Regions from separate parts of the Gasterosteus aculeatus genome. Here region 1 is linked to region 2. Evidence: chromatin contacts called from public Hi-C data. All regions are on one chromosome and are shown on one strand. Each heading gives the region's core, a stretch centred on a gene start, on an enhancer-like site or on the middle of the called end of the contact. The rest is flanking DNA. Distances are from core to core; before and after follow the strand shown. Region 1 has its middle 5.2 kb from the start of LOC120832524. Region 2 overlaps eif2ak4 (eukaryotic translation initiation factor 2 alpha kinase 4).

The links. A called contact is a pair of places that touch in the nucleus more often than the background predicts.
Region 1: a contact with region 2 is called in a Hi-C map of skeletal muscle, with 12 times the contacts expected there. The contact joins two enhancer-like sites. A contact is called at or near these places in 5 of 6 Hi-C or Micro-C datasets (liver, skeletal muscle, tail fin and 1 more).

What each region holds. Positions count from the first base shown.
Region 1 is chr15:3,649,404-3,656,098 of fGasAcu3.hap1.1, forward strand. No RefSeq gene overlaps it. Among protein-coding and RNA genes, the nearest start is that of LOC120832524, 5.2 kb to the left of the region's middle. Within about 2 kb of position 3,243, at least 6 of the 9 cell types and tissues checked have open chromatin away from gene starts, as enhancers often do.
Region 2 is chr15:3,609,714-3,616,724 of fGasAcu3.hap1.1, forward strand. eif2ak4 (eukaryotic translation initiation factor 2 alpha kinase 4) reads left to right here. Exons shown (of 39, transcript XM_040198836.2): 13 at 1-19; 14 at 105-194; 15 at 276-398; 16 at 485-589; 17 at 666-723; 18 at 818-897; 19 at 1,003-1,104; 20 at 1,206-1,256; 21 at 1,334-1,570; 22 at 1,922-1,997; 23 at 2,108-2,229; 24 at 2,422-2,471; 25 at 2,691-2,859; 26 at 3,423-3,539; 5 more. Among protein-coding and RNA genes, the nearest start is that of eif2ak4, 9.3 kb to the left of the region's middle. Within about 2 kb of position 1,873, at least 1 of the 9 cell types and tissues checked has open chromatin away from gene starts, as enhancers often do.

The DNA of each region.
Region 1 (6,695 bases), core at 1,993-4,492, 41 kb after region 2:
GCATTATAGGACAAATAGAAACCCAGAGCAGTTGGTCAGTTTTTTTTCATTTTTTTATAGCAGCCACATACATTAAATGCATGAGAAAGAATTGGGAACAAACGAAAACCTTTCAGAATCTCAGCCACAATGACTAGCAGCACAATGGTCTTTGTGTTGAAACAGATGGTTGTACAGAGGTAATGATAGACAGAGATGACTACAGCTCTCCTCCATTATTGCCATCCAGGGGGACCTACTCTCACTTCATTTGTTTGGAACTTGGTATAGGAGGGGCTCGGAAACATTGTGAGGAGTCCAACAAAAAGAGCAGCTCATCATGCAGTCGATCGGGGCTGATGCGCAGGTCTACTTTACAAAAAGACTCACCAATATGTCATTCAATGTTTTGTTTTATTTTTCTCAATCAATGCTCTCTTTTCTCGTGTCCTTGACTCCTTTCATCTTGCATGTGCTCACTCACTCGTTTTCTCTCTGTGAGGTCTGGTCCAGTCGCTGTTTTCCACGCAGGGTCTATAATAATGTGTTTTGACACCGTCGGGTCTCCTGCTGTCTTTTTTTTCTCTGTCTCGCAGTCATCACAGCAAACAAAACTACATCCACCCCCCCATCCTATTCTGCCTTGAAGCACTTCTGCTTGAACGTTAAAGGGTTCAGTGGGTTCAACCAGCCCCGAGGGTTAGGTCCTCCACTTTGTCTTTGTAGTCTGTGAATTGGCTGTTTTCTGTGAGGTAATAGGGAGAGGACGTAAATCTAAGCAGATGCCCGGTCATCTGGTGAGCGGTTCAACCTAACGCTGGTGTGGGCATTCGGAATAGTTAAACACTTTAACAGGCAGTCTTTGATTTCTTTGATGCGTGTGATTCTATGGTTCCAGAAGTTCGGCCCGACACAACTCCGTGTTGTCCAATGTCTAAATTAGGCATAAATATGCAAGTGGGATTGGCACATACACCTTTGGTTGTTAGCAGATGTGTTGTAATGATTATGGGGATCCTCCCACTTTTCCTTCAGCTCCACCACAAGGTGGATGTTTGCAATTTGGAATCAAGTGTCCTTAAAACTGTTAACTGCAACAATGACGATAGCGTCAGCTCAAAGCGCCTCAGAACACCCCTCAGATAATTCCTCCCTTGTCTGTGTTCTCGTTCTGCGGAGACGTAGGCGGTCTTAAGCCATGGACAGAGTGACAGTCTTTTGGTGCAAATAGAAGAACCATAAACTGTACACCTCTCTGAGTTTCAACTTATAAGGTTTCTCTCAGCAGCTACATCAACACATTCCCAGAGCACTGTAATGACACATGAGGTTCCCGGGTTCGATTGGCATCAGAAGGCCTCATGACTCAGACCCAGTCATGGCTCACGTCCTCTGGCGGCAGTTCATGCCCAACTCTGGGCTTCTCCCTCCCCCTCTCCATCTCCTCTCTACCCTGTGACCTCGTGGAGCCACCAGCCCGTTTGACAATTATAAGTGGCGTTCTTGCTCACCCCCCTTCGTGCTCCGGGGCGGAACCGTCGAGTGGACCTCTCAGAAGTTTTAATCTGAAAATCTATGTGAAGATGATGAATTCCACAGAGGATTGAACCTAAAAGAACCCGTGTGTCCCCATTCCCACAACACCTGCCCGGTGTAATCCTCCCTTTCATACGTGGGATCATTGAGACATAGACCTAGCGAGCCTCGGGAGGTCTACGGTTACAGTAAATGAGCACATGGGCGAGGCCGTGACCCGGATTCTACCTGGTCACGAACTACTTTGGCTGCGTAGATAGAAGCGTTTCTCGTGTGTTTTTTGCGTGGGAGCGCGTTTGGTTTTCATGTACAACTTGTGCAGTTTTCTCTGGCAAAATGTTCAGTTTTACGAGCAAAGTACTTGGTAGTCCAGCCTTGAGCGCGCTGTTTTAACAGACGTGATTTTGTATTTCATAATCTTGTCACAATGTATGATATCACTTTAACACAATTTAGATATCGAGGAGGAAGTGAGCCGATCATCTTTTTCTCAATGATTACTTCAAACCTCCATTAACTGCAATGTTGACCACTAGAGAGCGTTACAACATCGTGTCACCTAAAAAACGTGTTGCTGTCGTTGGCGAGCAAACGTTTGCTTGTTCACACATCAAGCACAGACAAAGTATTTGCTACTTATCTGGAGGTTGTATTTCAAGACACAAATGTTCATTTGCTCTCTCGTTTTTTGCTCTATTTTGGTCACCACCAAATCCCAATGGAATCAATTGGTACTTTAGCTGCTAAACGCTCAACTATCTTTACCAGGGAGTTGCTAGTGGCAGACCAACACCCGTTTTTAAATAGCTGGCATCAACAATGTGTGAAGCTGTCAAGGGTCAGATAAGCATAATCTTAAACAAAAACACGCACTCTGATTTCCCTTTGAATCAGTAAGTATAAACTCATTATCTCATTTTCTTTTGGTGAAAATAAATCAAGCTGATGAGGCGTACCATAAATCATGAAAATATATCAACTCTGCCTTCCTGCTATCGTCCTGATTAGATCATCTTGAGTCCTGAGCTCACGCCGAAAGCGTGAACCCACACCTGAGGCTTTCCTTAGAAGGTTCTAGCGGTTTCCGTGTGCTTTGGGGGAGGCTCCTCAGGTAAAGGTGCCAGATTTACAGGCAGACCTCCAGCTGGCAGAGGAATGTCACAACCCGTGTTTCAGCTGTAAATTCGGACATAATTACAGTTCCACCGACTCAAACATTGAGGCGAAACAACCACCTTGCGAAGGGAAAATGCTCACTGCTTAACGTTGTGTCTGGGACAAATATACACTCCTGTCTTTGTGGGGGGGGGGAGGAGGAGGACAGGAGACAGGAGCAAGAATGTGAGAAATGTGCTGGTTCTCTGACCTTTATGAAGGTGAAGCGAGGGAGCTGACATCATCGACCATAGGCGGCATGTGCGCTCATGTGCAGTCACGTGGACCGAAGGAAAGTAGATACGGGTCAGAAGGAGAGAGTGTAAGTTACGCAAAGGTGGGTGAAAGTGTGAAGGACATTTCAGAACATTACCGAAGGTTTCTTGTTGAGGGATCGATTCGAAGATTGATATTCTTAAGGTGTGTTGACAATTTTCTCGCCTAACTCTATTAAATAACGTAAATAAGCATATTTTATCAAAGTGGAATAACTATTCCTATCACCTATTGTGTGAGCCTGGCTTTTAGTCCCTGAGAAAAAAAAAAAAAGGCCTTTTTTCTTTTCTTTATGTCGTGCTGCCACTGTGTGGTGGAATCTAGAGACGCACCTCTTCCAATAGTGTCCAGTTTATATTATCGCACAAAACATAGACGATAACTCTGAGTGCTGGCCAGTCAGTGTGTGTGTGTGTGTGTGTGTGTGTGTGAGGAAACATCCGACGGCAGGAAGCCTTCGCTGCTCCCGGACACCAGGTTTTCACTGGCTTAGTCACACTCTCTTCCTGTTTTTCTCTCACCACCACCTACCAAACAAACAATACAAGGAAGGGGGTCTGCTCCTCGTCTAGACGTGGCCCGCCGCGTCTGATCTGATTCAGCTCCCACCGGTGACCCGTCTGGCTCCTGTCAGGTGATCGGCCAAATAGGATCCAGCAGAGGGGGACTTCTCCTGACGCTCCCACAGTGGCAGACGGGACCCGTGACTCAGTCCGACTCTCTCCAACCGCTATTTAAATAGACTGACAGAAAAATGACAGTGGTCTACACTTCAAACGAGTGAGTGACACCACCCACTTTAGGAGCACAAGGACACAAAAGTCACACAATAATGACATGTTAAGATGGCTTGGGGGGGGGGGGTCCAATGGTTAAAAGTAAGAGAGGATGGGCCTTTTCTTCCTGACCTTGCATGTTCTCCCAGTACCATTAAAAATGAAGAATGCTTGTAAAATTACTGACGGATGTGTTTTCCGACGTTGGATTTGGATGCGTCTTCCTCTTTGAGAATCAGATTTTTCCAATATCCCCCCCAACCTGTTGAGGAATGTCAGCTTTATATATGTCAAAATAAATCGCTGCATTGTTTTAAGTAAGAGGGAAAAAATATAAGGCAGCAAAAGCAGACTTTTTTTTCTTTTGCAGTTACACGTTTGTATCAATAGAGGGCAGAATGAACTAACTGTTCGTGCATGCAGAGTTTCTTTAAGGTCAGTCTTAAACACATTTAAGAATAATACAAAAAAACTTCATTTCACGGCACACTTAGAGGTTTATAACTTCACAGTAGTTTTCTCCCGCTGCGAAGGCTGAATGTGCACGAGATCAACTGTTATTCAGGAAATCAACACATGATCCCACCACAAACGTTCCTCTTAACAATCATCTTCGTAGTCAGATTCAGGAACAGTCGGTGAGTCTTGCGTAGCAAAATAAATGAAAAAATACTGCTCATGGCAGCTCCCACATTGTTCCGAACACCTCAGAACAGAAGTGAAGAGGCGATGAGACAGTCGATGTTACTCATCCTGCTCCCTGGTGACTAATTTCTTAACTGACATTTGACATGACTGGTCCACCACGCAGTCTGCAGATGTCTGGCGGTGTGTGTGTGTGTGTGTGTGTGTGTCTGTGTGAGTTTGTGTTTTGAGAGACAAAGAGAGAGCGGGGGGAGGAGGGGGGGAAATGAAAAAGAAAAAAGAGGGAGCGCCAGTGTCAAAGTAGGTATAGGGGCAGACTTTCTGGAGCCAACTCCCACATGCCCTCTGATTACCTGTCACTGGTCAGACCAACCTCGTCTCTCTGCGCAGATGATGTGATAACAGTGGCACACAGAGCGAGAGAGAGAGAGAGAGAGAGAGAGAGAGGGTGGTAAAAACAAGACGGACTGAAGAGGATGAGAGGCGGGGGTAGGAAAGAGGGCGCAAAAGTAAGTGGAGTAGGGTGAAAGAAAGAGTCAGAAGAGAGCAAAGAGAGGGAGATGAGCAAAAGGCAGAGAGAGAGAGAGAGGTTCTTGCCCTGAGGTGTCATTCCTCTCTCTGCACTGAGGCCGACAGCAGTGTCATACAGAGCTGAAGACATTCACCAGCAGCCAAGAAGCACATCTGGATTCCTCATAATGAAATGCAGTAGTTTGCAAAGTTTTCCTGTGCTGGGATACAGTCACTGTGCACTTCAGACTTGTTTTTTTAAGCATTTGCACCAGCCAATGAGCACCAGTTGACATGTTCATATCCTGACCGGTGGCGTGCACTGATGGATGGATGGACAGCCGTCTATCCGTCACCGAGTGAAAGCAGTGGGTCAAATCCTGACATTAATTGCACCATTGCCGGCCACGGGGGTGAGGAATCTTATCATTAGACGGCCTCATAACCTATTTACTGCTTCTAAAACACACACACACACACACACACACACACGCACACACATCCACACACAAGCTCACAGCCGTGCTGTCCAATCCTCTCCATGTGCAACAAACCCTCCACCGTTTTCCCCTCCTCTTTTCAACATCCTTGCACAATACAGAAGAGTCGTGCTCGGGTTACATGCTCAGGTCGGACCTCTCCATTGCTCCCCAGGGCTGTTGGGGAGGAGAAGAGGTAGAGGGGGGGCGAGGGGGGGCGAGGGGGGGCGGGGGGGGCGGGGGGGAGGAATAACAGGAGATGATAGAAGGAAGGACCCACAATAACAGTCTGTTTCCTCGCATGTCGGGGCCTGCAGCCTAACCTACTGCACCTGTTGTTAAAGCTCACACTAGCTGGAGAGCGATATGCTGTGTGTGTGTGTGTGTGTGTGTGGGGGGGGGAAGTTGGGGGGGTGTATAGGGTGAAAGGAGGTCCCGGTGGTGATCTAGTGTGGCACCTGTACCGCGGCCCAAAGCCAGCTGGGACGGGGCCAGGCCTGCACGACGCAACTCGGTGCACTCGACGACCCCTGTAGCCTGCTGCTAACCCTGGACGCTTATGTGTGTGTGTGTGTGTGTGCCCCCCCCCCACCCACACCTGCCTAGTCTCACTCGGTAATTGGGTAAGTGTGTAATAGGGTCGGTCACGGGTATCTGCGACCAGGCCGGGGTGAACGTGACCCAGGCAGCACCAGCGCGTGTGGAATAACTGAGGATCTGTTTATGATTTGGGGAGTGCCGTGGAGTCGAGGGCGGGGGGGGGGCGGGGGCGGGGGGGGGGGGGGGGGGGTACGGTATTCGCATTTCATTTTGGTTCGAAGCTGCAGGATTGTAATGTGAGTCACTCAACGTCCCCTTTAATGGTTTCTGCGTAATCGCGCGTTGCCGAAGTGTCTTTTTATTCAAGCTGTACTGTTTTTGTACAAAAAATTAAAAAAGACTTCCCGGGGCGCAGGGTGCTGCCACCCATCACCCATCCCTCTCAGGTCAGCACAATTGTTTGACAGCAGCACTGTAGAGGCCCCTTGGCCCGAAATGGGATATTCTCAAGGGTCCTTTGAGATCAGCCTGCCTTGCCAATATTCCCCAGGGGACTTCCGCCTTTTGCATCTGACCGGGAGATGAGCAATCTCCTTTTGGCTGCATCGCATTTCTGGGTCCTCCTAGTTTTCTCCTCAGGGGTGGGGGGGGGGCTTGCTCCGTATCTCTCATTACAACCGGGGGGGGGATTTAGTGAGACGGCGCTCCGTCTCACCCTTTCTCTCCCGCTCCTCTACGATCGGCACATTAGTGAAGTTGTGTTGCGACAACATCGCCGCCAGGAGCAGCGAGCGCAGCG
Region 2 (7,011 bases), core at 623-3,122:
CACGGGCGACATGTCGCAGGTTTGAGCGCCCGTTGGAGTCGTGATCGGTCGTGCGCCGGTGGTGTCGTGCGCGGTGCAGCTAACGGGTTGCTCTGCCCACGCAGGTCGAGCCCAGCAAAAGGCCGGCGACGGACACGGCGGAGAGCGCGGACTCTGAGCGACCTCAGCGCATAGCGCATTACTTGTACATACAAGTGAGCGTCACGCCAAAGCGCCGTTCTTTGCCACCAGAGGCCTCTGCCTCGCGTGTAATGCGTGTCTTCTGTTCCCGGCAGATGGAATACTGTGAAAAGAGCACTTTAAGGGACACAATAGATCACGGGCTGCACCAGGACCACAATCGCCTGTGGAGGCTCTTCAGAGAGATTCTCGATGGCCTCGCTTACATCCACGAGCAGGTGTTTGATGTTTGTGTGTTTGAGGTTTGCAACATGGGAAGGAAAAAACTAAAAAACGAAGGCGTGTTTTCAATTATCTCTTTTAGGGCATGATTCACAGGGACCTGAAGCCTGTCAACATCTTCCTTGACTCGCACGACCACGTGAAGATCGGGGACTTTGGCCTGGCTACGGACCATCCCGCTAATGTGGTATGCCAAGTCTTGTCTTGATAGCTCGGCTTAACGTGTTTAAAATGTGTAACTCCGGCGGTGAAATGGTTTACAGGCTGCAGGTAAATGTGAAGCGGAGGAGAGCGGCTCGGCAGTCAAACCGGACCCAACAGGTGCGCGCAACATTCCCGCGGTGTGATCCGGTTTTGTCTCGCGTCTGCTCTCCCCTGACGCAGCGCTGCTGCTTTTTGCGCCAACGTTCTTCAGGTAACATGACGGGCATGGTCGGCACGGCGCTCTACGTCAGCCCGGAGGTTCAAGGAACCACCAAAGCCAACTACAACCAAGTAGGATTCTGATTTAAAACCAAATCCTTGCCTCCCATGCGGCTGGTGTCCGTGCTCGTTTTTGAGCATCTGCTAATGCTCCGACCTCTCCTTCATCCCGCCCAGAAAGTGGACCTGTTCAGCCTGGGCATCATCCTGTTCGAGATGTCCTACCGGCCCATGACCACGGGGGCCGAGCGCATCTCTGTCCTGAGCCTGCTGCGTGCGGTGCGTCCGTCCGTCCGTCCTTCGCCCACCGGGAGCCGTCTGGGTTGCACGCAGGGGCTCGTTGCAAAGCGTTTCTCACCTCCTCTCTTTTCACGCTGCAGGAGCCCATGAACTTCCCCGAGGACTTCACCGCGTACGAGCAGGGAACTCAGGTGAGGACGCCGGAGCACGACCTCTCGATGCGGAGCGATGGAACGGCTCGCTTTCATCCCGTCTTTCCAACCGTCAGAGGAAAGTGATCGAGTGGCTGCTGAACCACGACCCGGCCCTCCGGCCCACCGCCCAGGAGCTGCTGAAGAGCGAGCTGCTGCCCCCGCCGCAGATGGAGGAGTCGGAGCTGCACGAGGTGCTGCAGCACACCATGGCCAACATCAACGGCAAGGCCTACCGCACCATGGTTGGCCAGCTGTTTGCCCAGAACACCTCGCCGGTCATGGATTACACCTACGACATAGACCTGCACAAGGTCTGCTTTCTTTTGTCTTGCATGAGACCGGTGCAACACAAGACTTTTAACATTAGATGTGTTTGCTTTTGATTAGACAAAGCGTGTGTGGTTTATGAGACATGATTTATACGAGACCAGGTAGAAGGTCATGTGTCGTTTGTTTAAAAAAAAAAAAAAAAGCAGTTCTGTCTACTCAGATGTTCCCCGCTCGCCCTGCAGGTGTCACTGCGGACACACGAACGGCTGCAGCAACACCTCAGTGCTGCTTAACTCGTCTGGTCTGTGCGACCGACCGGCAGAAGGTCTGGTAGTGCTTAATCGATGTCTCCTGATCCCTAACAGAGGCGGTTTTGTTTGGTCTCCCTTCAGGGCAGCTTCAGCTTGAACAGTGCCAAATTGCAGCAGCATGTGTACGAAACGATCACCCGGATCTTCAAGAGGCACGGTGAGTGCGCTGGTTGGGCGCGCGTGAGTCTCACACGGCGTCCCCGTCGGGGTGACGGGTTACGCTTCCCCGCGGCACACGTCGCGGTAGCTCACGCCGTTTGATTTCAGGTGCGGTGCGTCTCCAGACGCCGCTGCTCCTGCCGAGAAACAGGAAGTTGTACGATGGCAGCGAGCCGGCCTGCTTCATGGACCACAGCGGAATGCTGGTTACGCTGCCCTACGACCTTCGCGTGAGTCCCGACGTGCGCATAACACCATTTACACAGAAATCGGCACACGCACACAATCAGCAGCCGCCTCGAGCTCCTGCTGCTTCAGGAGACCCCGAGGACTAAATGGTTGTTTCCACAGTGTGATAGATTACAGCCCGGCGTGCACCAACTTCACCGTCATTACGTGTCTCAACTCTCTGTCTACTATAGATGGCGTTTTCGAGATTCGTCGCTCGCAATAATATAACTCACCTGAAGAGGTAAAGTTAAATGATCGAACAGATCTGTATGTATTTTATTTTGTCCTGCAAGGTTGTTTTTTTGTTTTTGTAGTTGCCGTTAGGTGATGTTTTTGTGAAAAATGCAATGACTGATTACATTATCTGGTATTTATTCATTGAATTCACCGCCAGGAACTGACATTCATGTTGTAAAAAAAACAAAACCAACACCAGTGTTTCTTTGCCACCTCTCTCAAGGTACAGCATCGAGCGAGTATTCCGCCCCAGGAAGCTGGATCGCGCGCACCCAAGGGAGCTTCTGGAGTGCGCTTTTGACATCATCACGCCCGTAACCAACAGCCTGCTGCCCGACGCCGAGACCATCTACGCCGTCTCTGAAATAGTCCAGGAGTTCGCCGCGCTCCAGGTCACATGAACCAGCTGTGTTTAAACGACCCGGCGATCTGCCGGCTTGTGCCGCGCCGCCTCCTCTTGAGGTTGTTGACGGGCTGTACGCGCCGTTGTTCTTTTTTTTATTTTCCTATCGCCGCATGCCGTTTTCTCACTTCCCACCGACATTCCTAACATACCAGACTACGTGTAAGCCTGACAGATTCACACCATATTTATTATTCGCAAAGAATATCTGTAATGCGCAGCTCTGTGCACTTCCTTCCTCGCTGCCGAGTACAATCGATATATCCTGTCCACACGCCTCAGTGTGCAGGCGCAGCTGCCTCTGCGTGAACCCGGAGACCGGCCTCCGGGTCGTCCCTCGTTGATCCCGTTTCTGATCCCCGTCCGCCACCCTGCTCTTTGTGTGAAAGCTCTTAAGAATATGTGCGTCGGACGGAATGAGAGGGCGGCCGGACACAACAGTCATTACTCAGCGAGGCGCCCGTTGAACAGCAGTGCTCTCGTTTTTTTTTTTTTTTTTTTGTTACTGTAATTGCAGCAGGGAGGGTTAAAGGCGTGTTTCTGTGACTGCAGGAAAGGAACTATAACATTTACCTGAACCACACCAGCTTGTTCAAGGCCATCCTGCTCCACAGCGGAGTCCCCGAGGACAAGCTGAGCCAGGCCTCCACCATCCTGTGTGACGCCATGGTCAGTGCAGTTCACACGTGCATCACAGATGTTACTCGCGTCGCCGTTCCTGATATGCTGTTATGAACATTTACAATAGTGCTCTGACTGAATGTAGCAGTGGTAACGTTCCAGGCTCCCTTTTCGCCCCTTGTTTTTTTCTACAGAGCGAAAAGCTAACCAAACGTGAGGTGGAGGCAAAGTTCTGCAACTTTTCACTGTCAACCAACAGCGTGAGTCCTCCGGGTGAACGGACCTCCTGGGAAAACAATTAGTGGACTTAGTTCCTGCTCGTAAACGGCGCTGTTGCGTCCAGTTGCAGACGCTGTACAAGTACATAGAACAGAAGGGGAATCTGCAGGACCTGGCGCCGCTACTGACGTCACTCACCAAACAGAAGACCGCCGTCACCCAGCTGGCCAAGCAGGGCCTCAAGGACCTGGAGGAGGTCACGGCGCTGCTGCGCGGTCTAGGAGTCAAGCTGCAGGTGAGTTGGATTCTGGGGTAAGAGACGTGGTGCGTTTTCTCACGCCTTTTCAACGCGGCTGTATTCTCTCTGTAGGTGGTGGTCAACTTGGGCTTAGTGTACAAGGTGCAGCATCACTCCGGGATCATCTTCCAGTTCGTGGCTTTCATCAGGAAGCGCAAGCGAATCGTTCCGGACATCCTGGCTGCTGGGGGACGCTATGACCACTTGGTAGGTATTCGGTCCCAGCAAAAGTCTGCACCGATTGAAAGGTTTCCCTCCACTCGTGCATTTATTTTGACCATATTTCTTCTTCCGCCTGTATTCCAAATGCCGCAGTCTACCTGATTAACTTTTAAGGGGCTTTGTTCTCTGTGTTGCTAGATCGTGGAGTTTCGAGGGCCAGCTTCCACCGCGCAGGTGCCCTCTGCAGTCGGGGCCAGTGTGGCTCTAGACAAAGTCTGTGCTGCCATGACCAACATGGAGGAGCCAGTGAGAGAGACACACACACACACACACACACACACACTGAGATCTGACATTCCTAATTATTGTGATGAAGCAGCAGCAGACAGCTGCATGTTTAATGATGCCTTATCACAGCAGTTGGCTGCCACACAGCCAATTTTAGAAACACATTAATCACTATGATCACAGTGAGTCTTGACGCCATGGAGTTATTTTTGCAGGTCTATCATTTTTTTTAAATTATTTTCTATCCTGTGAAATGATGTGCGAGTAGGTCTCCAAAGAAAGGCAAGTTACTTTTACTTTACAGGGTTAAGTCTTTATTCTTTACTCTTTGTCTCAGCCATCAGTGAGCTGCTGCGATGCTCTGGTGGTCCCAGTCGGACAATCTTCGATGTCTCGAGCCATCAGTGTGGTCCAGAAGCTGTGGAGCACCGGCGTCTCTGCAGACATCGCCTACGACGTCTTACAGGTGAGCAGCCTTCCAGAGAGACCCCGTGAATTGTGTGAATGGGTTCAGACGAGCGGTCATTTCAAGGCAGTGTTGAGTTAACAGCGTGGAGTTGTATTTTCAACGAAGTTTTGTTTATCGTCTCCAACCATTTTTTGTATATAAATCTTGCATAAGTCTTGATTAGTTCTGCAGAGCCAATGTCTTCAACATTTTCAAGCAGTCTTTCCCTTTTGTTTTGTTCTTGCTCAGCTTGTTTCTTAGTTGGGGAAAAAATAACGGTGCTGTATTTTTTTGGGGAGAGAAATCCCAAAGATTAAAAATGTGCGTTAGTGCTGCAAAAATGCAGTCACCTAAAACCTAGTCACGCAAGAGCCATTAAGGCCCGAGCCTGAATTCCTGTGGGCTCAAGGAAGCAGAGTCCACTTCAGTCAGTCACTCCCTCGCTGTTGTTTCCGGACATGCGAAAAAGAAGGAATCTGCAGGGAGGACGTAGCTGCTCCATGTGGTCCAAGCGTTTGTTTGTGTTCACACACTAGCGGTTGTTTAACTGAGCCCTACGGTTTGTTGTACGTCAAAACTCCACCACGTCTGTGTCCTTGAGTGGGGAATTAACCGTTGTTTTTTTTAAATGGGTGATTTCCCCTGTCGGGGCGTCACCCCTCCTCCAGGGGGCGACACCTGTCTCCGGCTCCGGGGGGGAAAATGCCAGCAACGGATTTATCGCGACAGCATCAGAAATAGTAAACATCCCGCAGGGCTCACCGGCCATATTAGGACAATCATGGGGCAATAATCGACTGGAGTCATCTGTTGTACAAGCTTCCAGTAAACCTCCTGTAAAAAGCTCTTTTTAGGGCAACGCTCCAACTGAGATCAGTCCCTTCAAAGGCAAGTTATTTATCTTATGGTCCAGAACTCCTGGTGCCACGCATCTGTCACATTCTTCATGCTTATGTGACAAGCTGGTCTCAGCCTCGCGCTTGTGTCTCGCTCTAAAAGGCCTCCCCGGGCGTATTGCTGCGCCAACACGTCCGTGTGTGTGTGTGTGTGTATATATACGTTTCGCTTCAATGGGTTTGGCCTTTAATGGTGGTTTATTGTCATTTGTACTGGCACAGGACACCGGTGATTGGCTGCCTTCATTCCCCATTAGGAGTCCTGAGAAGCTTGTAGGGAAGGTTGCATTTGGCAGAAAACAAGCATTATGTGCAAATAGTCAGCCGCGTTTGTGCGTGTATTTTTTTCATTTTGCATGCAGGCAGCGCCTCGACCAGTTCGGACCTCCTGGTCCAGCCCCCCCCCTCACTCTCCCCTCGCCAGACTTTCGTTAACACCTTTCGCGCGCTGGCCTCTTAATGGGCCCAAATCTGCAGCTTTAATTCATCCTCAGGAGACGGTTCCCCTCTTTTTAGCTTTTTATTAGCCAAATATGGCAAACCTTTTCCACATGCTGTCAGCTTAGGCGTACGGCCCAGAGCTGCCCGACGGCCAGTGGCTTACCTTTGACTTAATTTGTTCAGTCAATGGGCGAGCTGTGCGAAGAGAGGAAGTCTTAGTGCGAACATGATGACGAGGCAAATTGACACACGCACGCGCGCGCTCGTAGTACACAGGAGGATTTGTTCTGCTCCGCCGTTAGCTCGCTGAGCGGAGCAGCCAGATGGAACTACAGGGCTTAAGTTGGTGTGAATCAATGGGGCTGACCCAAATGCACACACACACACACACACACACACTCGTGGTCGAATGGATCACCTTCCAATCTGGTTCCAAGTTAAACCGCCATAAAACAATTTCTGACGCCGTGGGTCCGGCGTTGCCCCAGAATGAGCTCTCATTTTCCAACCTAAACATCAAACTTGACGTGTTGTTCTTTTACGCTTTAATGGAAGCGCGTATGACGGCAGCGAGCCTTCAGCAGTAACTCAGCTGTGACTGGGGGTTCGGCGAACGCCTCCCTCTGGACTCCTCCCGCTGCAGCCGCCATCTCCGAGACCCAACTGTAAAACATGGGGGAAGGTCATCTTCAAGCCAACTAGAGATTTTTTTTTTTTCCCCAGCAGAGTTGCACCCTTGCACCCCCGCGGTGTGGCTTTTGTAACTCG